Regions from separate parts of the Callithrix jacchus genome. Here region 1 is linked to region 2. A link is a contact called in public Hi-C data. All regions are on one chromosome and are shown on one strand. The core of a region is the stretch at or near the end of the contact, and the rest is flanking DNA. Distances in the headings are between cores, read along the strand shown.

Region 1 (5,063 bases), core at 460-2,959, 78 kb before region 2:
GTCAGAGGCTCAAAGAATAAAGACAACCTTGATCAAAGTAGAGGGCACAGGAGAAACCCAGATGGCACTGGAGGGTGAGACAGTACAGAAGAGTCAGTGACTCTCATGCTTATTATGGCACCACCCAAACCAGCTGTGTGATCTTAGGAAGACTACCTTCCTTCTCTGGGCCTCTCTGGGCAATTCCTGCCCTAGAGCACTTCCTCTAGGACTGCCACCAGCTCTCCACAAGACATATGGTCAGGTAGGAAAGGTTCCAGCAGGGGGAGCCAAGCCCTGGCAGGGATGAGCTAAGCCCTGGCAGGGATGAGCTGCTGCAGGTCCCCAGGAGAGGAGGCAAAGCTTATCTAACAGGCAAGACTTCTGCTGGGGCTCCCTGCGCAGGGCCACCCCGCCAGGCAGGCATATCAGGCAGGCACACCTGGTCCTCAAGGCACACCTGTGAGACAGAGGCACAGGCTAGGAAGACTCTGAGGACTGGGTCAGCCCCAGACCCACCACCTGTGCAGTGATCCCAGCTCCTCTGCCTCTGGCCAGCTCCCAGGTGGAGCCCTACGATTGGATGAGGTCTGTCCAGAGAAGAGCTGGTATTGGAAGAGCTAAGGGGAAATCCCAGGAGAAAAAGAGAGAACCAATAATAGTTGCCATGTACTTAGCACTTACTGTCAGGCATTGGACTAAGTACTTAAGGTGACTTAGAACTCATTTGATCCCTTAGCAGAGTGGCAAATATTAACAGCAAAATTAATGGGGCAGGATGTTGGGGAGTATCATTTTCCCATAAGGTAAATGGAATATACTTCTTGTGTTTCAATCCCTTCATTCTTCCTCTCCCTCCTTCTCCCTCAATTCTGCCAGCATTTGGTAATTTGAGTTATTTTGAAACGGAAGTCTTGCAGGGGCAGAGAGGGAAGCTGGGGATAGGGCTGGCAGGTGGGTTTTGGCAGCCCATGGCAGTGGGGTGTGCTGTTGGTGCTGTAGGGTCAGAGGGTTGAGAGGAAACCCAGAAAGGAGAGGGAGTAAAAAGGGTCACCTTTTCATTGCAGGAGTCTGCTCTGCACTCCCCTCCTCTCCAACACTAGTCTGTGAGAAGCCTAGGAAACCCACATGGGAAAAGAAGGTGCAAGAAGAAAATGCACCTCTTGATTCTGCAGATTACACACTTCCCTGGAGCAGGCTGTGAGCAGGTTCTCTATCTGCAGACTGGAGATTCCATTCCTTTTGTCTAGAATGGCCTGAAACACACACTGTCTCTCTGCTTTCTTCAGGGAGCTGGTTCTGTGAGGATGATCTTAAGGGACAAGAATAGAAGATACTTTGCTAGGAAGACTCTTCCATTCTAAGGGCATGGGCACAAGTGAACTGTGAGAGAAGCTGCTCAGGCCTGGCTGCTAAATGTGGCCCCTGCCCCTCTCTCTGTAGTTTAGGGGAGAGGCCAGGTCCTATGGCCTGTTTCCCCTGAGGAAACATTAGTCCTGTGACTCAACTAACACCTGGCTGATTGGAGGAGAAGGAAGGAGAAAGGTGCTTCTGTGAATGTCCTCCTTTCCATGTGAGAGCCTAAGCCATTCAGCTGGAACAGGTCTTCCAAGGGGATGAGGAGCAGGAAGCACTGCTGACAGGAGGGGCTGTGGTGATGTGGTTGCCAGTAAGAGCCCAGACTCTTACATTGTGAAGACTGTCACCAGCCCCAGCCATCCACAGCTCCTGCTGGACGCCCTGGGGCCAAAGGCTGTTGCCATCACTTGTCTGGCTCTTGTGCCTCCATGGTTGACTCGAGCTTCCATTACTGAGAGTCCTGGGGATATTTCTATTCCAAATCCTTCCCCATGTGACACAGCAAAGGAAAATGAGCCAACCTGGTTTATCAACTCCTTTGGGCCCTGGGATTTGAGAAGCAGGTTTGCAGTTTTTTAATTACATCCATCAACACAATCTGCCTCCTCTGGCTGAAGCCCAAAGCCTGGCAAACAGTGTTAAGGATTTCTAGTTTTATTTCCATCCTCAGTTAGTGCAGAGAGGAGAGGGCAGGTGCACAGGGAGGGAAGTGAGGAGAGAGTGGAGACTGGGTGTCTCCAACATGCCAGAGGAGGGAAGGTGCTAAGTCCAGGTAGGTTTTTTCCCATATAATTCTCAGGCTGGCTGCCTCAACTAGAGAGAGAGAGCCAATTCCTAATTCAGGGTCAAGTCCAGAGCTGTATCATAAACACAGCTGGGGTAACCAATCAGTCCTAGCAGAGTAGTAACAACAGATTTACAACCTAAGAGTAAACACAGCAATGACTGCAAGACAGAGGACTTGGTTGGAGGCATCATGTCACAAGCTTTGTTGTCGCACACGCCTAGACTTGAGCCCTGCCACCGCCACCTAGTGGCTGGATGACCTTGGGAGATTTACTTCTCTAAACCTCAATTTCCCCATCTGTACATATGCAGGGGAGTATAATTAGCACCTATCACAAAGTAGATACTCAAAATACCCAATACACCATAACTGTAATATGTAAAGTAATTTCTAACAATGTCTGGCATGTAGCAAGCTCTCAACAAATGGTAACTATTTGATAATAGTTATGAAGAAACAGGTATCACATTTCACTTAAATGTCTTAGTTCATTTAAATACTGCTACAAACATTGCCCAATATATCACAAGGAATAGATTATTAATTCATGCTTTTAAATTGTTTTTTTAAATCAGTTACTTATAATTGGTTGGACAATATGCACTGCTCTCATCTTCTCAGATTCTAGGTTACTGTTTGTACACTGAAATATGGCTGGATTGCAGAATGTCAGGGAAGAAAGGGAACCTAAACCATCTAGTCATCTCCCTTATTTTATGGATGAGGAAACTAGGGCTCAGAGTGGACCAACATTATCTTCACAGACTGAGTCAAGATCTCTGAAGTTGGTAAAGCACAGAGAACAGACCATGGTAATCTAAGCAGGAAAGGCCTCCAGTATAGAGCTGATCTAGGGAGATGGTGGTGCCTGTATATGAGAGCAAAAATCTCATCTGGTAAAGGGATGGGTCAAAAGAAATTTTGAGAAATATGGTCATTACATTGAATGAGACTAGTCTGCAGAAGGCCTAGAGGATGGAGATGCTTAGCTAATGTTACCAAACGGGTTTTTACTCAAAATGAACATTTAGCTACTTATTCAGAAACTTAAATACTTTCCTAGTCAATATCCCATTTCAACTTCACAACATACAAAGATTGATTGATTGATTATTTATTTATTTATTTATTTATTGAGTCTTGCTCTCATCACCCAGTCTGGAGTAAAATGGCACAATCTCAGCTCAATGCAACCTCCGCCTCCTGGGTTCAAGCAATTCTCCTGCCTCAGCCTCCTGAGTAGCTGGGATTACAGGCACGAGCCACTATTCCCAGTTTATTTATTTATTTATTTTTATTTTTAGTAGAGATGAGGTCTTCACCATGTTGGCCAGGATGGTCTGGAACTCCTGACCTCAGGTGATCTGCCCATCTTGGCCTCCCAAAGCGCTGGGACTTATAGGCGTGAACCACCGCACCCAGCCAACATACTAAGATATTTTATGGCTCCACTTTATGGATGGAACACCTGAGGCTCAAAGACCAGGTGAGACTTGCCTAAGGTCATATAGTTAATAAAGCAGTACTGGAATCCAGTCCTTCTGAACTTCAAATCCAACTTGGTAACATGCTTAGAAAGGGTTTATCAAGATATATTAAATCTTATGGCTGGGCATGGTGGGTCACGCATGTAATCCCAGCACTTTGGGAGACCAAGGCAGGGGGATCACATGAGGTCAGAAGTTCAAGACCACTCTGGCCAACATGGTGAAACCCTGTCTCTACAAGAGTCAGTTGGGCATGGTGGCAGATGCCTATAATCCCAGCTACTCTGGAGGCTGAGGCAGGACAATCTCTTGAACCCAGGAGGCAGAGGTTGCAGTGGGCTGAGATAGTGCCACTGCACTCCAGCTTGGGCAGTGGAGCGAGACTCTACCTCAAAAAAAAAAAAAAAAAGATATGTGTTAAATCTTATTATAACATATTCCATACACAACAGGAAATTTTCAGTGTAACAAATGTATTGATATCCCCTTAGATTTTAATGTCATGATATCTGCTGAGTATAAATTTGATGAAGTCATCAATCCCTTGCCCAGGGAAATCCCTTACATTTGCCCCAAACAAATGGGGTGACTTCATTTCGATCCCTCATGCCTGAGAGACCATGCATACTGGCTAATCTCTGGCAAACGTGTGCAAGGCCGATACCGCCATCAGCAGACAGTCTCTCCCCACGGAGAGGTTCCCAGACTGTAGTTAGCGATTGTTCCCATTCTCAGGCCAGAAATCTCTGTGTTCTCTCCAAAAACTTGCTCCCCTTCTCCAGACTCCCAATTCCCCTCCCACTGGCTGGGCACAAGCCCAGACCCCAGCCTTAGGTGCTGCATCAGAACCGCCAGGAGGCCTTGGCAGTGTGACAAGCTCTGTGTTCCTACATACACTTCACCCCTGCCCTCACTGCCCTCCTGAGATATGACGGCTCCTCCCCAGACAGCCTCCAGCTGGAATGAGAAACAATGGCTTAGTGTTTCCTGGAAATTACCTGGGGAGGTAGAGAGCTGCCAAGCCAATCCTGCCAGGGTCATCAGCCCGAGGGTTGACAGTCAGGCCCAGACACAGCCCGGCTCTTCCTCCAGCCTTCCTTCACTCTTCACTGAAGAGGGCTGTGTCTTCTCCCTGTTTCTGCCAGTTCTACTTCCACCCAGCCCTGTCCACTGTCACCAGGGGCAGGGTACAGGGGTCCCACTTCTCAGGTTCCTTTAGAATTCTTTGGTACTAACCTTAGGTCCTTTGAGAATGAGACTCACTTACTCCAAGTGCCTGGAATGTCAGAGCTGGAAGGGACCTTTGAAACTACTATTCGATCCCACCTCCAGCCCAGAGGGGTGTGGCTACGTGACCTTTGGGATATTTGAGGCTACCTCACCCTGAAACATCAACTTTACTCAAAGATTTGGGTGAAAAGTTTTTATATTACAACCAACAAACCCAGATC
Region 2 (5,587 bases), core at 588-3,087:
ATGAACAAGCATAAATGCTTCACCACCATGGGGTAGTTCTCCAAGCTCATGCCTAGCTGCAAAGAAGGCCCAGCATCCTTTGTATCATCAGTGAGCAATGGAACAGACCTGTACATCTTGGCAAACGAAGCTCTTGTGCATGTCCCCAGAGTACCCACTACCCAATCCAGCATCCAGAGTCCAACCGCTCCGGACCCAGGACCAACTGCTCAGGCTCCTACTTGCCCCAGCCCAAGGCTTCTGGCCCACTGAGACTTGGAGAAAAAGGGGTAATGTCACTCTGAGCAGGAAGGAAAATTCCATGATGCTCTAGGGCACTATGGTGCCAACAGCATCATCCTCCACAGTCCCACAGTGTGCAGGGTGGGGAAGAGACTTAGAGAATCGCAAATGAGAGAAGGAAGTCAAGAATTTTAAGAGAAAAGAAAACAGATAATACAGGGCAAGAGGGAAAGAAAGGGAGAAAAACAGTTCTATTAGAACCCTAAATGCCTTGTAGGAACCCAATAAAGTTACCAGACTTTATTTATTTAGTTACTACACTTCTCCCAGACACTTGCAGTGTTAATTCCTGATGCTTTGAAGCATGGGTGAAGTTCCCCGAATGGTCCTCCTAAGCACCCCATTTGGAAATAATTTACTGACAAGTTGTGCATTTTGACAAAAAGGATTCCATTCAGGTGTGGAAGAACACAGCCTCACTTGGAAGGGGGATGCAGCTCCAGGGCAGGCTCTCAAAGGCTGTGGGGTGGGAGGTCACTGCATATACTCTGGCCTTTGCACTTGGGGAGAGGAGGCCTGGCACCACGCCCACTGCCCAGGTTCTTCCCGACACCCACCCAGCCTCCTGAATCACAACAGCTAATTTTACACCCTCTAGACTCCATTAGAGCTGGGTCTTTTTCTTCTGATTATGAAATAGAAGGTGCCCCGCCCCCCAACACACACACACACACACACACACACACACACACACACCCCAATCTAAAAACAATCCTAGAAACCATTTCCCCATCAGCCCATCTTCGCATCTGCAACGCCACTCCTAGAAATTCAGTCCTTTGGATTTTGAAGGGTTTTAGCTCCATAAGTTCCAGGAAGGGGTCTACCTCAACCATTGACAGCTCATATCTCCTGAGAAGTTTATCCAAAACTTTCCAACCGCAATCATCGGCGAACAAGGTCCCTCAACAATGGCATCAGTTAGCGCGAAGGAGGCAGAGCGAGGCGAGGGGCTTAAGTGAAAAGTACGGAGTAGGAATAAGTCCGCAAAGCCCGCGCCCCAGCTTCGCCTGGGATGGCCAGTCTGGCACCCGCCGGCCGCCTTCCCCGCCCTACCTTCCCGGAATCACATTTGGGCTGGAAGGACCTTCACGTGGCACCCCCTTCCTAGCGGCCGTCACCGACTTCTCCAGCAAGGGTCTGGGAGCTGAGAAAAGGGCCCGCTTCTCCTGCCCCTCAAATCAAAGGCATCCCCTTCGGATGATTCCTAGAGAGACAATCGCATCACTGTCCCCAAGCACTTCATCTCCGCAAAAGAAAACTCCTGCAGCCTGGCGTCACTGGGGTCGTCTCCTTACGCCCTGACTCCTCACCGCACTTCGGAGCCCCTCTCCAGCAGGGGAGTCGGGCGGCAGGGACGGTGGGGGTCCCAGCCCCCACCCAGAACTCCCACCCTCATAGCCTTGACTCCCAGGGCCCGCGCCTGGACAAAAGCGTGGGGCGGGCTCACTCACCTGCGCGGCTAAGGCGGCCCGGGAGCCGGCGCTCCGCGGGGCGCCCCGGCCGCAGGCGCACAGCGCTGGCTCAGCGCTCGCTCCGCGCCCGGCTGCCAACCGACCGGGTAGCGCGCGGAGCCTGCGAGGAGCGTCCCGGACGGGGCAGTGCGGGGCGGGACGGGACGGGGCGGGGCCGGGGTGAGCGACCCGGCGAGAAAGCTAGTAAGTGCGAGAGCGCAGAGCGGACGCACGCGGGGGCGAGCGACAGAGAGCGCGGCGCTGCGGGGTCAGCACTCAAACCGCCGCTCCATCCCCCATACGCTTATTTGCATTACATTTGCATAGCGCTCGGGGAGGGGACCTGCTGCCCTTCCCGCCACGCCCACCCGCGCTCTGCCTGAGAGTCGGGAGCGGAGAATCCGCAGCATAACCGAGCGTCAGACCCCGCGCCTCCTCGCCCTGGCCCCGCACCGCCCCAGTTACTCCCCGCACGCGGCGGTCAGCGAGCTGGTGCTGTCGTGGTGCGTGTCTTAGTCCCAGATCCTGAGAGCCAGGCCTTAGGTCAGGGGCTGATGCTAGCTTTGTGAGCGTGCAGAAGACACTGGCTGCCTCTGGGCCTCAGTTTTCTCATCCGTAAAATGAAGATGTCAGCGAAACCATGGCTAAGGTTTTAGTGCCGGAAGGTTTTTTCAGACATCTTCCAGCGCTGCAACTCAGCCCCACGGTTCCTTTGACATATTCCCCTTGTGTGTGTTAAGAATCTCTCATTGGCTTGGAAGATACCTACACAGTTCTTTAAGTAAAAAAGAGGGGCATGGGGGAGGAGGTGTTTGTTTTTGGTTTTGGCTTGCTCTATGTTTAGTTTGCACCCAATATGAAATATTTTATAGCTTCTGATCTCTTCACTTGGACCTTCTTTTGTTTTTTAAAAACTGTTTACTGTAGGTTAAGTGGTGGTTTTTAAAATATATATATATATATATATATAGTTGTAAAATAAAACAAAGAAAACCACAAAAAACAAATATATAGACTAATGAATTATTATAAAGGGAACACCCTTATAATCACCACCTGGATCAAGAAATAGAACTCTGACAGCCACCCCAGAAGTCCCTCCTTGTGCCCTACTCCATGACAGCCTTGTTTCTCCGTCCTCCCAAAAGTAACCGCTAACCTGACTTTCATGAAGTCACTTTTGTTGCTTTTCTTTTTCTTGCTATCTTCTAAGGGTACACCCTGCCCCTCACTTTTTATTAACTTGATCTGCCTTTTAAGTCTTTTTCTTACAATTATTCGTTAAAGAACTTAAGCCCTTGATTTTTTCAGTCTGGGGGTTGCACATTCATGAGGCAATTCAGCATGTTTCTCTGTCCTCTGTATTGACTGCAAGCTGGCAGCTGATCCAGGGTCTTCCTACGACTGAAGTTTGATGGCTTTTGTAAGATTATAGATGATTGTTCGTTCTTTTCATCAAAAGGTACTTGATCATAATGTCTGGTGTTCGCTCTTTTTTGAGGTTAGCAGCTGTCCATGCTCAATTCCTAGATTCATTAATAAACAAGGTTGCAAAATCATAATATTCTAATTTTGTTTTCATTTATGAATTCAATAAGTGTATAAGGAGATGCTTCCTCTCATCTACTATTTGATTACCCTGAGATAGGAAAGGCACTATGAATACCTGCTTCTTTATTTTTTTTTTAGTTTACCCAGTTTTCAAAATGATGAATTGATTCTGTCATTCTTAGATTTCTTTAATATCATAAATTAATGAATTTAAATATATTTGTAGGTTTCCATCTGCTAAATTAGAGCTCAAATTGTCCCATCTTTGGCCAGTAGGAGCTTCTTCAATGTGGCTCCTGGCTTCTTTTGATAAGATTCTAGTATTCTCTCTCTCTCTCTCTCTCTCTCTCTCTCTCTCATGTGCAAAGAGCTTCAAAGGCTCTAGAAGTCTTTGATAGCTTCCTTGCTATATGATATGACAAGATGTTCCAGGCACATCTGTACATTTGCTACCTCAAAGCTGGAATCAGCCATTTCTCCAAGAAGCTCTAGTTTCTTCTGTTGAAATTTTAAGATAACAATATGAGCACTAGGGGTATTCATTGCTACTAGGTTGGTAACTGTTTCTAGGCCTTTTCAATAGACAGAGCTAGTAAAGAATACTTCATTCTTTAATACTCTAAAGAATATTATTCTTCATAATATTTTCTTAATTAGTTCTTATTAATATTTCCAATTTAATATCAGGCTATAGTTTTTCCTTAACATCTTCTATATTGCATTAGGACCTCCTTTCTGCCATGTAGAGAATTCTAGTTCTCAAGGACAAAGGGGATGATGAAATTAGAATATCCAAATTTACTAGTTTGCTTTCATTTGCATTAAACATACAATAATAATCTCAGAATAACTATGTTAATACTACCATCATCACTTTTGATTCTTGAAAAGTTCATTTCTTTGTGTATGCTATCCATCTTTTATAGTTATACTCTAAATTGTCAGCTTCTATAGCCATTGCATACCATAATCTTCTTATTTAACCCTAATTTAGTCTTAGTTTTACAATTCTACAATTCTAATCCTAATTAGAGCTTAAATATACATTTAATGCTTACCATTAATTCCTTATGTATATGTATCTTTAGTCATTTTGTTGTCTGAAAGCTTGTCCTGTAGTAGATTCCTTAGGAAGGGTTTATGGAAAGAATATGCTCTGACTTCTTGCATGTTGCTTACAGTTTATTCATGCCATTTTATGTGAAGGTCAATTTTGTTGGATATAAAATACTTGGTGTCTTGGTCCAGCTGGGTTGCTATAACAACAAAAAAAAAGCACACACAAAATGAGTGGCTTATAAACAAGAAATATTATTTCTTACAGTTCTGGGGGCTGGGAAGTCCAAGATCAAGCATGTTTCTGTGTCCTCTGTATCAAAAGACTCCAAAAGATTCAGTGTCTGTTGAGAGCCTTCTTTCTGGTTCATAGACAGCACCTTCTCATTTTGCCTAGATGCCCAAAAAACTTTATCTTTTTCTTTCAAATACAGTAATTTTATTAGAGTGTCTGTCTGTTGCTTGTACTGGTTTGAAAGTACACAGTGTGTACATCTTTCAAATGTAGTTTCAAATACATATATGTTGTTAATTTCAGGAAAGTTTTCTTCAATTACAATTTTAAACATTAGTTCTGTCTTTAGATTGCTTCTCCAGAGACTTATCTACATGTTGAACCTCCTTTGTCTATCTTCAATATTTGACACTTTCCCTCAAATCTTTTTAATTTCTTTATTTTTCATTTTATAAACTTCCCACCTTTTCACCTTCATTTAAAACTTTATTAGTTATATTTATTTGTTCTTTTGTTCTTTATAGGTTAATCTTTATTTCTCAAATGCTTTTTAAAATGTTTAATTCTTCTGGGAGTTCTGTTCCAATTTCTGGGTTTCTCTAATTCTGATGTATGCTGTTCTTTCATGGTTTCAATGTGTATTGGCTTTTTTAGGACATTATAGCTTTAACTGGTTTTTTGAACATATCTTTCTGGAGGTTATGGGTCTTTTTTCACTTTTTTTGTAGTAACTTTACATAAGAGTTGACCTTAGTATTTTTTTGTTGATCATTTTTATGTGAATTTTGTTTTCGTGAACTTTTAAAAGGGTTTGGTTCGGACTGTTTTTCAAACTTCACAAAGCTTTCCCTTTTGTTATTTCTGAGTAGTGCCAAAAAATACACATGGGCCAGGCATGGGAGCTCACGCCTATAATCCCAGCACTTTGGGAGGCTGAGGCAGGTGGATCACAAGGTTAAGAGATCAAGACCATCCTTGCCAACATGGTGAAAAGCCATCACTATTTTAA

What was found. A called contact is a pair of places that touch in the nucleus more often than the background predicts.
Region 1: a contact with region 2 is called in a Hi-C map of induced pluripotent stem cells, with 2.4 times the contacts expected there. The contact joins the enhancer-like site here to the promoter of MYLK in region 2. A contact is called at or near these places in 2 of 3 Hi-C or Micro-C datasets (induced pluripotent stem cells and skeletal muscle).

Annotation. Positions count from the first base shown.
Region 1 is chr15:79,257,862-79,262,924 of calJac240_pri, reverse strand. All of the region lies in intron 3 of MYLK (myosin light chain kinase), which reads right to left. Among named protein-coding and RNA genes, the nearest start is that of MYLK, 77 kb to the right of the region's middle. Within about 2 kb of position 1,709, at least 4 of the 16 cell types and tissues checked have an H3K27ac peak or open chromatin away from gene starts, as enhancers often do.
Region 2 is chr15:79,179,631-79,185,217 of calJac240_pri, reverse strand. MYLK (myosin light chain kinase) reads right to left here and starts at 1,837. Exons shown (of 33, transcript XM_078351934.1): 1 at 1,737-1,837. It overlaps CCDC14 (coiled-coil domain containing 14), which reads right to left. Exons shown (of 15, transcript XR_004734191.3): 14 at 4,346-4,543; 15 at 2,787-3,262.